Regions from separate parts of the Neogale vison genome. Here region 1 is linked to region 2. Evidence: chromatin contacts called from public Hi-C data. All regions are on one chromosome and are shown on one strand. The core of a region is the stretch at or near the end of the contact, and the rest is flanking DNA. Distances in the headings are between cores, read along the strand shown. Region 1 holds the start of QKI (protein quaking). Region 2 has its middle 650 kb from the start of QKI.

Region 1 (2,700 bases), core at 37-2,536, 650 kb before region 2:
CACGGCGCGCCCCCGCGCCAGCCCCCGCCCAGGCCCCGGCCCGCCCCACGCAGGCGCGCGGCAGGCCCTGCCCCTCCCCCTTCGCTCGCGGGGCCCCGGCAGGGGCGGAGCGACCCTCGGAAGGGGCGTGGCCGCCGGACTCGACGCGCGCACGCGCTCTCGGGCCTTACGGCTACGTGTCGGGCCACGTGATGCCCACCCCGAAAGTCCCCCGTGAAGCAACAGGACGTTAAAAAAAAATTCTTTTCTTTGGGGTGGGGGGTGAGAACGGACGAGAGGATTCTTTAAAAAAAACTGTAGTAACGCAGGAGAGGATGGGGCCGTGCGGTGGCGAGCGCAGCCCTGGCGCGGCCCGCATGCAATCCCTCTCACCCAACGCCACAGCCCGACCGCGCCCGCCAGACGAGCCGGCCCGGCGGCGGGGAGCGCGAAGCGGCGCGGCCCTCGCCCCCGCCCCAGTCGCAAGCACCGCCACCCGGCGCCCTCCCCCACCCGTCGACCCCGCACCCGTCCCTCCCGCCTCTGTCGCCCGCCCCGGCGGAGACCCCAGCCCGGCGCCCAGGCCGGGCTCGCCGGGCGCCGCCTCCATCACGCACCCCGCCGGAGGGAGACGTCGTGGCGGCGGCGGCGGCCGCGGCGGCGCCCGGGCCGGGGGCTGCGGGGGGCGGTGGCGGGAGGAGGAGCGCGCCGGCCGGGCCCCGCTAACGGCCGCCCTGCGCGGCCCCGCCCGCCGCCCGCCCCCGGCCCTCCCCGCGCCGCCGCCCCTCCCCCCGCGCCGCCGCCGCCGCTGGCAGCGCCGCCTGAACTGAGGCGAACTCCGCCGCCAAGTGAGTGAGGAGGAGGAGGAGGAGGCGAGGAGGAGGAGGAAGAGGAGGAGCGGAGTCAGAGCGCGGCGGCAGCGGCAGAGGCGGCCGCGGCGGGGACCAGCCCAGAGAGACCCCGAGCCCGCGGCAGAAGCGGCGGCGGCGGCTGAGCGGGCGCGACCAGCCGAGCGAGCGGCGGCGGCCCGGCTCCTCCTCGTCCGGCGCCGAGCGGCCCGCGCCCGCACTCGGCCCGCGGAGACCCGCCTCCCGCCCGCCGGCCTCGTGAGGGACGCGCCGAGCCGGCGGCCGAGGAGCGGCGGCGGGCCGGGAGCGCGTCGGGCCGCGGGCGGAAAGTGCCTGCGGGGGCGGGGAGAGCGCGGCGAGCGCGCGGACCGGCCGCCCCGGCGCCCGGCGCGGGAGCGGAGCGGAGCGGGACGCCGAGTCCCGAGCGGCCGGCGGCCGGGGCTCCCCGCCCCTCCCTCCTCTCCGGCGGCGGCGGCGGCGGCGGCGGCGGCGGCGGGCGGAGTGAGCTGCGGAGCCTGGAATATGGTCGGGGAAATGGAAACGAAGGAGAAGCCGAAGCCCACCCCAGATTACCTGATGCAGCTGATGAACGACAAGAAGCTCATGAGCAGCCTGCCCAACTTCTGCGGGATCTTCAACCACCTCGAGCGGCTGCTGGACGAAGGTGAGTCTCCTCGGCGGCCCCTCGCGGCCCGCGCCCGGGCGGCGGCCCCTCTTCCCGGGACCCGACGCCCGCCAGCGTGTTGGGAGGGCGGGAAGGTCGCGGCCGGCGGGGCCCGTGCGCTCGGGGACGGAGAGGCCCGGGCGGGGCGCATGGAGGCGGCGCCGAGGCCGGGCTCGCGGGGCGCGGCGGCGGGCGGGTCGGGGCCGCGGGCGCGGGCGGGACGCGCCGGCGGGACGCTCGCCCCCCTTCCCCCCCCCCCGCCCCCGGACCCGAGACCCCGGACCCGAGATCCCGGGCCTCGCGCGGCCGGCGCCCAAGTTGGTGCGCCGGGGAAGGCTGCAGGGCGAGCCCTCTCGCGGCCCCGGCTTCCAGCCGCGCCTGCGAGCACCGCGACGGCCGGGAGCTTCGCGGGCCTGCCCGACAGGAGCCCGGCCTCGCCCGCCCCGCGCCCCGCGGGCGCCTGAAGGACATCGGCCCCGGGGCGCTCCCGGAGGGGTCTCTCCCGGAGGACGCCGCCGGTTCCCAAAGTGGAGGATCCAGCGGGCCTTTTGCTTTTTTGGAGTTTGTGCAGCTCGCAGACACTCGAGGGGAGTAGCGCGGGGCTGGGTGATTTAAAGGAATTCCATAGGAGAGCGAAAGTAGCGCTGATTTAGCCGGAGGCCAGGACAAAATGACAGCGGAAAGCACTTTTTGTCCTTTTGTTTGGGGAAGCGAGAACTGTTCGGGAGTTTAACTTCACTTCGGGCGGGGGGGGGTGTGTGAGCACGAAATACCGCGAGGACGAGTGTAGACGCAGTCCCGACTGGAGAGAACTCCGGCGGAGAGCTGCCGCCCGAGGACGCCGCCGCCCGCCTTCGCCGCGCAGGAGCCGAGGACGTGTGCGAGGGCGAGAGTGGACGCGAGTAAAAGTTTCTGCAACGCTTCGTTGGTGGAGAGCTGAGCGTTGCGAAGCAGGACAAGAAGATTAATTTTGGCCAACTCTGGAATTTCTTTAACAAGTTCTGGTGGCGTGGCTCTGGATTGCTGAATTCTCGGAGCTGTGCATTTCTGCGAGCGCCTGGAGAGGGAAAAATGACCAACAAAAAAGTCTGTCTTGAAAATCGAGTAGCCAGGGGTTTTCTCTTAGAAGCGATACCGGAGGACTTGAAGCTGAAAACTGTCTGCCAGAATTGACCAGTGGATTTTAGATTTTTCACAGGAATTTCGAAA
Region 2 (2,700 bases), core at 160-2,659:
ACCGTAGCTCGATATAAGGACTTCCTTACAATTAGTTCTTTCTCAAAGATTAAATAGATTTTCCTGCAAGTTAGGGAGCTCTTGGTTGCTGGAAGGACTCCAAAGACATTGATTGATGCTATTGTCAAGTCTGTTATTGAAAAGTCCCTGCCTGGGGCTCCCCAACGCAAGATGGCTCTGTGGCAGAAGTAGAGACCCATCTGCGACGAGTCAGCCCTCCCGTCCAAGACAAAGAGTTATCTCGGAGAAATGCAGCCAAGCTGGAGACTACCTTACATTTCTCAGCCTCTTTTGCATGTACTTGGGGTCTTGGGATGAGTTCTGACCACTGGAGTATAGCAGAGCGATGGCTGCCATTCCCACAGCATCGTAGTTAGGAAGCCAGGAGCTCCTATTGGCCCTCTCCTCCCGCATCTGCTGTCTAGGTGCAGAAGACTCTGAGATCCTGCCGAAAGGCACAACCATGGCGGGGAAGGAGCTCAAGACCATGAAGGCTGCCCACAGACCAAGGGCACATGTGCTGGACCAGTGCATAGGCCAGTATGGTGCCAGGATAATATGGGGACAGATTTGTCTTTTACAGCAGCTGGGAGGATTCTAAGATATCCACAAAGTTTTCTCCCAAATGTAAAGTGTATTTATTTTGGGGACACCTGAGTGGCTCACTGGGTTGAGCCTCTCTGCCTTCGGCTCAGGTCATGATCTCTGGATCCTAGGATGGAGCCCCGCATCGGGCTCTCTGCTCAGCGGGAAACCTTCTCCCCACCCCTCCCGCCTGCCTCTCTGAATATTTGTGATCTCTGTCTGTCAAATAAATCAGTAAAGTATTTCAAAAAGTGTATTTATTTTGAGTAAATCGGGATTATTTCTGGAATGTATGCATTGCATAGGAATTCCAGAAACTTCTTTTTTCAGACAATGATTCCCCTCAGGATGAGTGATTATGAATCCGTCTTGTTTCAACCCTAGTTAAGAGCCCCTGTCCTGACCTGTTTTAGCTAAACCTTCTCAAACAGTTAACTAGAAAGTATAATTCAACTGGCGAATAGTTCCATTTTCACTTGCCTCTTGCGCTGTCCTTTCAGGGGGACAGACAGTTCTTGAGCAGTGCCCGGGATGTTCAATCCTACATTATTTCTGCTGGTGAGAGTTTGAGGCCAAGGCAGTCAAAGGGACCCCGGTGCTAAGACGGGCTCTGCACTGTTGGACCCAAGCGAGGCACATTAAGCAGGACTTTTCTCAAACAAAGACTCAGAATATTTGCCGCCTTAGTCTTGGCAAGGCCCTCAAAGGCATGGCCCGTGAGACTGGATTTCTTCTGTGCACACATCATTCTTTTCCTTCCCCTTTAAAGGGTATTTAATTTCCATATAACTGTGAAGGCTGGAAGCATGCTTAGGACCAAAATAGCACCGATTGTGAAAGAGCGTCACCTTGGTTAAACATTCACATCGTGAATGCTGGGCTCTGTGGCCGAGCAGTATTAATGTATTGAAGTTGTTTGGGTTGAAACTATGGGTCATCGTTGGAGAGGAGGGCCCCGAGGCAGCAAGAGGTTCAGCCTTTGTCAGCGGCCGCGTCAGTCCACGGCGAAGCCAGGTTCAGAAGCCGACGTGTTTATTTCCCTTGGCTGCGCTCGGCTGGACACCGAGAATGTTATTACTCAAAGATCAAACCTTCATCTCCAGCCAAATTCCTGCCGAGGGAGCGGGGGACGGAGCGCGGCTTGTTTTTCTGTCGTGCGCTCGGGCTCGCCAGGACGCGCACGCGGGGCCGCGTCAGAGCAGGGCCGGGGACCGCCGCCTTCCCAGCTGCCCGTGTCCCCCCACGGGAAGAGGGATTGCGGCCCCCGGACCTCCCCCGCCCCGACCGGGTACTCTCGGGGCTGCGGGTGTCCGTGGTCCCCCGGGTCTGCCCGGGACGGACGCGCCTGCTCCGGAAGCGGGTGGTGTCCGGCAGCGACGCCAAGACTCGGTGTCTTTCTCTTGGGGGCGGGGGGGCTTCCATCGCACAGCGCGGAGGTAACGCATTTGGGGCCAGAACGGGTCAATACTGTCAATGCGGCTCCGAGTTCACCCTCCGCTTTCCTGCGACCGAGGCGACGGGTGTCGTGTGTGGTTAAAGCTTCGGGAACGGCCTCTGCCCCACGGGAGAGGCGGCGGCTCCCGGGCGTCCCGCCCCCGCGTCCCGGTCGGGCCCCGGTTCACAGCGACCAGCCCCGAGCGGCCCGGTCGTGTCTGAACGATCGACTTCGTTCTGTCCCTCGGAAACGCCTCCACGTGCTGTGAGCGGGACCCGCGAGGCCCGGCAGCCAGGCCCCTCCACGGCGCCGGGCCGGCCTCTGTGGCCGCGAGCTGGGGACCCCACGCGAGGCCGCGCCGTCCAGGAGTCCGGGGTCCGCGGGGGCACTTCCCCCCCACTGCGCTGCTGCGCGCCCGACGGCCCAGGCGGGCTGTGCTGCGCGTGGACGGGCCGTCCCCGACTCCTTCTGCCGGGTCTGGGGACCCCGGGACTGCGGACACACGTGGCCCCGGCTCCCCCTGGTGGCCGGCGGGACCCGGCCGGAGCCGCCCTCCTCCCTCAGCAAAGCACGTGCTGCAGAGTCCGCTCCCCGACCCCCACCCTCTCCCCTGGTGTCTCTTGGCGCGCCCGTGGCCCGGGACGGAGCCTTCTGTGCCCTGTGCCCCGTCCCGACAGCAC

Evidence for each region. Hi-C and Micro-C count contacts between places; a contact is called where the count stands out from the background.
Region 1: a Hi-C map of muscle shows a contact between it and region 2, with 17 times the contacts expected there. The contact joins the promoter of QKI here to the enhancer-like site in region 2. A contact is called at or near these places in 2 of 3 Hi-C or Micro-C datasets (fibroblasts and muscle).

The regions. Positions count from the first base shown.
Region 1 is chr1:5,172,899-5,175,598 of ASM_NN_V1, reverse strand. It overlaps QKI (protein quaking), which reads left to right and starts at 1,286. Exons shown (of 8, transcript XM_044242560.1): 1 at 1,286-1,491. The coding sequence starts at 1,350.
Region 2 is chr1:4,524,195-4,526,894 of ASM_NN_V1, reverse strand. No RefSeq gene overlaps it. Among named protein-coding and RNA genes, the nearest start is that of QKI, 650 kb to the left of the region's middle. Within about 2 kb of position 1,409, the one cell type or tissue checked has open chromatin away from gene starts, as enhancers often do. A contact at or near this core is called in fibroblasts, where this site is marked.